2 separate regions of the Mus musculus genome follow, and region 1 is linked to region 2. Evidence: chromatin contacts called from public promoter capture Hi-C data. All regions are on one chromosome and are shown on one strand. The core of a region is the stretch at or near the end of the contact, and the rest is flanking DNA. Distances in the headings are between cores, read along the strand shown.

Region 1 (4,390 bases), core at 1,826-4,325, 160 kb after region 2:
GTAAACATGCAATGTAATCACACACACACACACACACACACACACACACACACACACACACTTTCAGTAGTCAGTTGGAGTCTCATGGGTCAACCTGGACCTTTTCTTGCTACCTTAGGGATCTTATGATCTGTGTAGCCCTGGCAGTCCTAGAACTCACTCTGTAGACCAGGTTGGTCTCAAACTCACAGACATCTGCCTCTGTCTCCGAAGTGCTGGGATTAAAGGTGTGTGCCACTACCTCCCAGTCATGTTCTTCATTCTTAAACCGAATTCATCTTAGGTCAGCCCTAGATTGGGGACTTTATAGAAGAGAAGGACAAGAAGCCCAGAACCCCTTAAGAAAGTGGGAGATCCATTCTCCTCTTTCCCCTCTAGAAAAAGCAAACCTCAGTTCTGCTGAGCCTTTCTTTTGAAGCTTCTAACTCTGCTCTAGATAAGACATGTAGGTAGGGAGATGGCAAGACATCTCCAAACAAAGAGAAAGAACCCCTGAAGTCTACTCAGCAGGTACACCAGCCTGGGAACAGGCCACAGTCATAAATAATACCAGTGAGTCAAGGTCTCTCTGCTGGAGTCATCCAGGAGCTATTGTAAATGCTCACACTGCTCACCTCACACAAGCCTGCTTCTTGTTCCAGCTTCCCCTTCCAGAGGAGACCTGAGAGTTGGAGTTGGCTCCATTTGAAGTTGAGTTGTGGGTTCAGTCATACAGAGTCTTACACACACACACACACACACACACACACACACACACACACACACGCACGCACACCATGCTCAGAAGCATAGCTGAGGTGAGGGAGATCATCTCTGGCTGAGATCCATAAGGGAAGAGGTGGGAACCCAACATCGGGGTGGCACCTGCCATGTCTAGCACTGGCCACAAAGTAAGAAAAATGGTACCAAGAGCATCCTCCTTAACAACTTTGAAAACAGATGTTCCAGGATGCAGTGGCTTGCTCAAGGTCACCATGTTGGCACATGATGGAACATTAGGCCAAACTGTGACCACAAGCACGGGACCCCTCTGCAGCCTGGTGGTACTCACCATCCCCATGGGGACAGAGTTCAACAGGCCCTCCTTAACAGCAGGCAGACTGAGATCTACTCTGAAGACTTGGCTACCCCTACACTACCTGCAAGCTCAGGCCATTCCAGCTCACGAGTCCTGCTAAAGAACTCCAAGGAACTCACAAACAGCTGACACACGACTCTGTGTGACTCAGGCTAAGCCAACTCCAATCAGAGCTGGTGGGCACGATTCCCCTCCTGCACTGAGTCACCAAAGGCTAAGCTGCAGAAATTCTCTATTCGACTCAACCACCTACTTAGCCACAGCTGCTCCATTAGAGGAAAAGGGAACACAGGAGCTAAAACCTCTGATGGCCTTGTCCACAGCCAAGGGCAACCAGGTGTGACCTGAAAGTCCTTCTCTCCCAAGAGATGGACCTAACTTACTAGATGGTATAATGTGAGAACCGCGGGAGGTGCAAGATGTTTAAGCTCCACATAGCCCACCAAAATAGATACTAAAGTTTTGGTACCGTTTTTTATGGAGCCATTGCAGGGTTTTCTCAGTCCCTGGCAGTTTTTTTGTTAAAAGGGCAATAACAGTCTTTCTTCTTCATCCCCACTCAACCCAACCCAATCCAACCTGCTTCTTGTTCACAACTGAACTGCCTCCCATAGTAGAAATTTCCTAATTCACATGTCCCATTAAACTATTTCTAAGGAGGAAGAGAAAAGGACAGAGGGAGAGAAAGGAGGAGGGAGGGAGGGTGAAGAGAGGGAGGGAGGGAAGTTTTCAAAGAATAAAACCCACTTGACTGCTACTGGGTCCGAGTAGCCTCAAAATTGAACTTGAACACAAGATAGAGCTGTTTGGGCTTTTAAAGAGGATGAAGCATCAGGCTTCCTTCTCAGGCGGCCGCGCCCCTAGGGGAGCAGTCCTGACGTACTGCGAACATCCCTTCAGAGCCCTGTCTGCACAGGTTTAAATGTGGCGGAGGCCTCTCTCCAGACAGCTGGCCCCTCTAGACTGTGGCCCCCAGTGCACATCACCTGTCTCTGCCTTTCGGTCCCCAGATGTGCTTCCCTCCTGGGAGGAAGGGCTCTTCCACTCTAGCCCCAAATTCACTGAGGAGCAGCCCCAGGGCTGGGAATTAAATCTCGGGCGCGAACGTTCTGCTTCTCTAGCCAATGTTACCGTCAAGGTCACGGGCCCGTGGCCGAGTGTCTGAGGCTGGGGTCTCCAGCAGCGCCGGAGCCTCCCCGTGGGGCTGCGCCCTAGGCGCGCTCCAGGCGGAGGGACCCACCGAGCTGGCCTCGCTGGCTCTTCATTAGTGCTCGCCTCTTCAGCTGTCCTGTTACCTCCGGAGTTCTGGGGCATCCTGAGCTCCAGAAGCTGAAGCTCAAGTCCAACCTGTGCAGGAGCTGCCGTGCACCCTTGACGCGCCAGAACGTCGCCGCCCCGGGCCTCCGTCGCCAGGCAACGATGGCTGGAGCGGCAGGAGGAGCCCCTGAGCCAGCGCAGGTCGTGTGGACCCAGAGAAAGCGCCGCCTTGCACGCTTTCAGGCCTTTCAGGCTGAGGCGGGGCCGCGCAAGCAAAGTTGCCGTGGCTGTCCCAGGGATGCCATTCGGGGAGCAAACAGCGACTCACCTGTCCCGCGTGGGCCGTCGCGCGGACTCGGCCCCTGGATTTCCGCCGAGTGGCCGTGGTCCCGGACGGGTCGTGGGTGCACCGTCCTTCCCGAGGGCAAGGGGAGTCAGGCAGCGACAGGCCCCAGCTGGGGCTGGGGGACCTGGAGCTGCGCGCGCCGGCGCACGCGACTCAGCTGGCTTGTCGCTCCCTCCGTCGCCGTGAGTCCCAACCCTGCTCCCGCCCTCCGCTCGCTCGGGGCTCTAGGGAGCCGCCCCGGGGCTCAGATCCCGCCGCGGAGGGAGCGCGTGGCTGCGAAGGCCCCGGCCGAGTGCCGTCGTCCCCGTGCCCGGTCCGCGTCGGCTCTGCGGAGCGGAACGGAGCTGGGCGGAGCGCGGCGCGCGCTGTTCCCTCGCTTTCCGAAAGGCCACCCTGGCGGCGGGGCGCCGTGACGCAGGCTTGACTCACGCGCGGGCCCGCGTCAATGCGAGGCTCCCCGGCTGCGTGCGAGGCTCTGATGGCGGACCCAAACAGAGTGGTGGGTAGGGAGCAGGAGAGGGGTTGCCGAAAGAAGCCTCTTGAGATCCGAAGGCTCTCTTTAGGCATCTGCTCTCAGGAAAATAAACTGCCATGGCCAAAGGCCTCCTGAGCCGAGGACCTCACCTGTCATTACAGACTCACCTTCTTTTGACCCTCTCAGGATTCCAGTCCCACTCAGTGGTTATTCTTTCCATCTCTACGTGGATGGTGCCTCGATTCCCACCTTTGGCTGCCCCTTCCCCCTGGCATTCTTCCATCCTATCACCCCACAAGGCCAACCTCTACACAACTCAAAAACCTGACAGATGAGTCTAGTGAGGGCAGTAAGAGAGAGGGAAATTGTGACTGGGTACCAAACAGGTGTTGAAGGATGCTGGCCCCAAGGGATACGTAGACAAAATGAGGAAAGGCAGCCATTGTGGAGGGAATGTATTTATTTGCTCAGGGTGAATGCAAAAGTGTAGACTATGTGCATACAAGTGGTTGCCTGAGCAGAAACAGCTGGCGAATGACAAAAAGTGACAGGGCCTGTCTGGCTAGAAGTGCTGTTCGGGAGTCTGAAATAATTGTCTCTGCTCTAGAGGACCTTTGGTATTTCCAAACAAGTACCTGTTTGGAAGGGGTGGAGGAAGTGAGATCATGATGGAGACCAGAAGCAAGTACTGGGATAGTCTGTACTTCAGTCTAACTAGCTGGCTGGCCACCGATTTATGGATGATGACTGAAGACACAGAAGCCCAGGGGCCAGAAACAAAGCACATGTATTGCAAGTGAAATGATTCAGATTCGGATCAGTTTCTCAAGTCCTGTGGGAGGGCTTCAAGTTTAGGGAAGCCTAAATGTTTTATAGTGGACTCTAAGAAAACTCACAGGTGATTTGCCCCTACAGAATTTTTATCATAATGAACAGCAAACAACACTTCCCTCCACCTTCTCTGTTCTCTGAAGCAGATCGCTATGCAAAGATCCACCAGTTTACTGTGCAAAGATCCTCCAGTCCTTACTGGAACAAAAAAAAAACATCAGTTCCTTGGCCCGTGAGACATCTGGACATGAAAGATACCCATTGAGAATGATCTCTGCCAATAGATGGTTCTTTTAGTTAACAAGTATTTAGCAAGTCTATTGTTTGCTGAGCACTGTTGCAGTCCTATGGATGTTACAGGGAAGACCCATCATGATCCCTGCCCTCACAGAACATATGTTCT
Region 2 (4,751 bases), core at 1,217-3,716:
ACAGGATGGCCACCACCTTACCTAACCCCCCAAAGCTATCTCATAAGACCTAAGACTGCATAATATTTATGTCCCTGAGTATAACATTGTTGACTCAAGTCACTGTAAAAAGCCAGACACTGTGCTGCATGTTCGTGATCCTTAGGACATAGGGATAGGAGGATCAGGAGCTCATGTCCACCGTGGGCTACAAAAACTCTCCCTCAACAGCAACAATGAATGAAGTGAAACTGGTACCTACTTTTAACAGATTATGAGACCGGATGAGAAGAGAGGTTGTGTCACACAGCAGAGCCAAGATATGAACCAGTTTCTGGACTACACTTTGATAATCATACTAGAGTGCCTTTTGAAGGATGTTCTCCCACTCCTATTCCCTGAGGTAATTCTCTTTTAGCTCCCTCACAGTACCACATGAAAGGCAAAAGGAGAGATTCTCAAAGGTATATGCACAAATTCAGGCAAGAGTGGTACAGCTTGAGGCAGTTCTGCAGTTGGGTTGAGTGTGGAAAGAGTTAAAGTGTGTATGCATTCGCACTCATGCTTGTCATACAATACACATGCCCACGTGGGTATGGGCACTCATGTGTACATGTGGAGGGCAGAGGTCAGTATTAGTTAGTTGTCCAGTTTATTTTTCAGGACAGGATCTCAGTCCTAATTAGTTTTGATTGTTACCTAAATACAGTCCAGGGTTATCTGAGAAGGAAAGCCTTGACTGAGGAATTGCCTAGATCATGACGGCCTGTGGGCGTGTCTAAGAAGCTTGTCTTGATTAGGAATTGATGTAGGAGGGTCAAGTCCACCATGGTTGGTTCCATTTCCTGGGAAGAGGTATCCGTCCACATAAGAAATGTAACTAAAGCCGGGCAGTGGTGGTGCACGCCTTTAATCCCAGCACTTGGGAGGCAGAGGGCAGGCAGATTTCTGAGTTCGAGGCCAGCCTGGTTTACAGAGTGAGTTTCAGGACAGCCAGGGCTACACAGAGAAACCCTGTCTCGAAAAACCAAAAAAAAAAAAAAAAAAAAAGAAAGAAAGAAAGAAAGAAAAGAAGGAAGGAAGGAGGGGGAGAGAGAGACAGACAGACAGACAGACAGACAGACAGACAGACAGAAATGTAACTAGGCACTAGCCTGTGAGCTAGCAAACTAGTGAGCATCATCGTCCAATGGTTCCTGCTGGACTGAGATGTAACACTACAAAAAAAAAAAAAAGAAAAAGAAAAAAATTCACTTTCAGGTTCCTGCTTTGACTTTCCTCTATGTTGTCCTGTGACTAGGAAGGGTAAACTAGATGAAACAGTCTTTCCTTAGATTGCTTCTAGTCAGTTACTTAACATTAACAACAGACAGGAAATGGTACCTGGCTAACAATCAGGGATCCGCCCATCTCCACCCATCTCACCCACCCCACACTAAGCTTATTACTGCCAGGTTTGACTGACTTTTACCAGGGTTCTGGGGTTCCCAGCTCAGATTCTCATGTTTGCACCACAAGCGCTTTACTGAGTGGGCCCAGCCTCTTAAGTGTAGTTTTGAATACTAACTGTGGAAAGTCAGGTGGGAAGAATAGCCCATCCTTTATGCGGTTGTTTGAATACGTTAAACACAGCACATGACTGCTTGATTCTTTTTCTCTGCTTTACTTAGGTTTTGGTTTCTGTTCTTTCACGTTTTTCAAGATGCAGAGCCAGCAGTGTTCTTGGAATGAACACCCAAGGTTTGGGGATTGGAAGGTTGGGTGTGAGCATCATTGTTTTTTTCTTCCTGTATAATCACCAGAGAAATATTTTCTTCTCTGTGGCCCCACTTTCCTCATCCTTAAATTTAGTTTAAAAACAAAATAACAAATTTCATTCCCTGATATACAGCACATGAAAGAGCTCCGTACGTACATTTTAAATAGAAAACACAGTATACATAGAAATTAAAAGCCTCTCCAATTCTTTTACCATACTACTCAGAGGGCTGCTGTGGCAGGCTGTCATGACCTATAAAACCGTCAGCACTAGGTGGTCCTTTTGTGAGTCTTCTAGACTTTTTGGTTTTTAAGATGTCTTTATCAAGACAAATCTCTCAAAAGTAGAGGGCTCTGAGTGGGCTTTCTGCTTGTGTTTAGGGAAACGGAAGTCTCAGAGATGTAGTTGCTAGTGAAGGCTCTGAAAGGCCACCAGGAGGGCAGACAGATCAAACTTCTGAGTGATGACCTGGGACAGAGCCAGGACTTCCAGTAGATGTGTCAGGAACAGATTCAGTAGCAAGTAAAAAGAGTGTTCTGAAGATGCCACAAGAAAACAGAAGCAACGACTCGGAGAGGAAACGAGATAATCAAGGAGGGACTTCAGATGGCTTTAAGGGACTGGTCAGAGGTAACGCAACAGGTGGTGGGGCAACTTACTGACTTGGCTTTGCTGACTCAGTTCTCCCTAGCCAGGCAACAGTCCTTGAGGGAGGGAAGAGGAGGAGCCTGTGGGGAAGCAAAAAGAAGGAAAGCAACTGGGGAATTGGGCCCTGGTTTGGCTGAATGTAACGAGTTTGCAGAGCAGCAGTCCTGACTCTGGCCTCCTTAGGCCCCAGAGCCTAGAACGGTACACAATCCTCTTACTCAGTTAACTCAGCAAACATTTATAGGCCTGCGAGTCAGTTCCCCGCAGTAGACCCACGTGGGATTGCTAGCCCTGGCGAGCCTCCTGCCTAGCGACCAGCAGAGGGCAGAAAAGACCCGCAGATGCCAAACTCTGCACAGCCTGCAGCCTAGCTTCTGGCGGGGAGGGGGGCGGGGGGAGGGGTGTGGGGAGAAACTAGGTCACTTGGTCCTGCCAAATGGCAACATTGACAGGGGTGGACACACTGGGACTCAACACAGAAACTGTGAGGCCTCGAACACCACCTTGCCAAGAGCACTCATGCCTCTGGGCTTGCAGAAGTCACCGTTGCTTGTAGAGGGAAGGATGAGATCGTGTGTGTGTGTGTGTGTGTGTGTGTCTGTGTGTGTGTGTGTGTGTGTGTGTCTGTGTGTGTGTGTGTGTGTCTGTGTGTGTGTGTCTGTGTGTGTGGTCTGTGTCTGTGTGTGTCTGTGTGTCTGTGTGTGTCTGTGTGTGTGTGTCTGTGTCTGTGTTGGGGGGGTGTTTGGTTTATTTTGCTTGAAATAGCTTGCTGCAGTACTTGGCTTTTTTTTTTTTTTTTAGATAAATTCTCACTCCAGACTCCAGGCTGGCCTGGAACTTAGGGTCCTCCTGCCTCACAGTGATGTACAGCTACATGTGGGATAGCTCAGGGTCGGGGCAAGGAAGTTCTTCCATCAAACAATTAAGTAGCAGGCTCACCTCAAGCTGTGTTTTAGAGTAAAGGGGAGGCCAGACCCATGCAGAGCACTGATGGGTGGGGCAGGTTGCCTCAAGAGAGTTTACCAAAGCTCAGAGCCCTCTTTGGTCTGGGAGGAAACTTCCATTTGGAGGTGAGGGGGAGGGCTAAGTGGACGGATGTGGCTAGGTGAATGCCAGATCATATTTCTTAATGGTTAGAGGACAGACTTGGAGTCAGATTAGCTCTTTCTCTTAGTCTTGCCAACCAGAGGTTATGAAACCTTGAGTCGGCCATTTCCAACCTCGTTTTTCTCCTCTGTAAGCTGGTGAGACTGTCATAAAGATGAAGTGGAAGAACTCTCCAGTGTGTGAAAGTGTTGTTGAGTCTCCTCCCCTCTGTCCTTCTTAGTGGCACACCATGTACCAGAATCATATCTGTGACAGGTACCTCTTGTGCTGGACAGGGAGGAGGGACACCCACGAGGCTATTAGTCCTTCAAGTAAACTTGTCCTTCAGGAATGCTGTTACAGTGGGGCCAGGAGGCTCCTCTCCATCGATGCACATAGTACCCTGCTACTAGAAAATGTGGGTGTCTGGGGCAAATGTTTTTCTGGCTCCTCAAATCACAAGGCCTTTGGGGGACGAGGAATTAGTAAGTTAAAAATGGTCTTGATGAGAGGAAAGTTGGAGACAGGATGATACTCCATTTCTTCTCATGGACTCTGTGAAACGTAGAAGGTCCATCTGAGTGCCTTGTCTAGGACTGCTTTATATGAGTGAGTCTGGAAGACATTATGCTAAGTGAAACATGCCAGGCTTGGAAAAACAAATACTGCATGCTCTCCTGTGAGGAAGCCAAAAGTCAATCTCGCTGAAAATGAGCACGGGATGGTCGTGACTCGAGGCTGGGGAAGGGCTGGCTAATGCATAGCATTGTGCAGGAGGAATATATTCTACTGTCCTATCATCACAGTAGGGGGACATAACTTATGGTATATTTCAAAAGAGCTGAAGGAAAGGTTTTGGAATGTTTCCGACATAAAGAAGAGATATATGATTGAAGTATGCTAATCACTTTAATCCAATCATTAAACATTGTATATAGTATTACAACTATCACAATTCACCTCATAAATATGAATAGTTATTTTGAGGTTTTTTTTTTTAAAGAGCAACTTGTGAGTGTTTTCTCTTCATTAAGCCCTGCAGCAATACCTGTGCTGCCTTTCTATGTCAACAGAAGGAAATCAGGCATGGATGCTCTTACATAAAACAGCTAAGCACAGTGTTCCATACTTATTACTTGGCAATGAGGCAAGAACCTTGGAGAACTAGTTTGAGGTTTTAGTGATCAAAAAATAAATGAAAATGAGGCTCAGAGAACCATGCAACCAGGGAAAGGAACTTTCCCGTCCTTTTCTATGCTCTTAGGTTCTTTCTCTGTGA

Evidence for each region. Promoter capture Hi-C pulls out the DNA fragments that hold promoters and counts their contacts.
Region 1: a promoter capture Hi-C map of embryonic stem cells shows a contact between it and region 2, with 4 times the contacts expected there. The contact joins the promoter of Slc6a17 here to the enhancer-like site in region 2. A contact is called at or near these places in 7 of 39 promoter capture datasets (the 3T3-L1 cell line, cranial neural crest, embryonic stem cells and 3 more), 1 of 484 Hi-C or Micro-C datasets (embryonic stem cells), 2 of 115 datasets of contacts at active chromatin or transcription factors (VIP interneurons and bone marrow-derived macrophages) and 3 of 9 other capture datasets (adipose tissue, liver and pancreatic islet).

What each region holds. Positions count from the first base shown.
Region 1 is chr3:107,514,943-107,519,332 of GRCm38.p6, forward strand. It overlaps Slc6a17 (solute carrier family 6 (neurotransmitter transporter), member 17), which reads right to left and starts at 3,076. Exons shown (of 12, transcript NM_001293689.1): 1 at 2,664-3,076.
Region 2 is chr3:107,354,630-107,359,380 of GRCm38.p6, forward strand. No RefSeq gene overlaps it. Among named protein-coding and RNA genes, the nearest start is that of Gm35700, 7.8 kb to the right of the region's middle. Within about 2 kb of position 2,467, at least 96 of the 459 cell types and tissues checked have an H3K27ac peak or open chromatin away from gene starts, as enhancers often do. A contact at or near this core is called in adipose tissue, embryonic stem cells and liver, where this site is marked.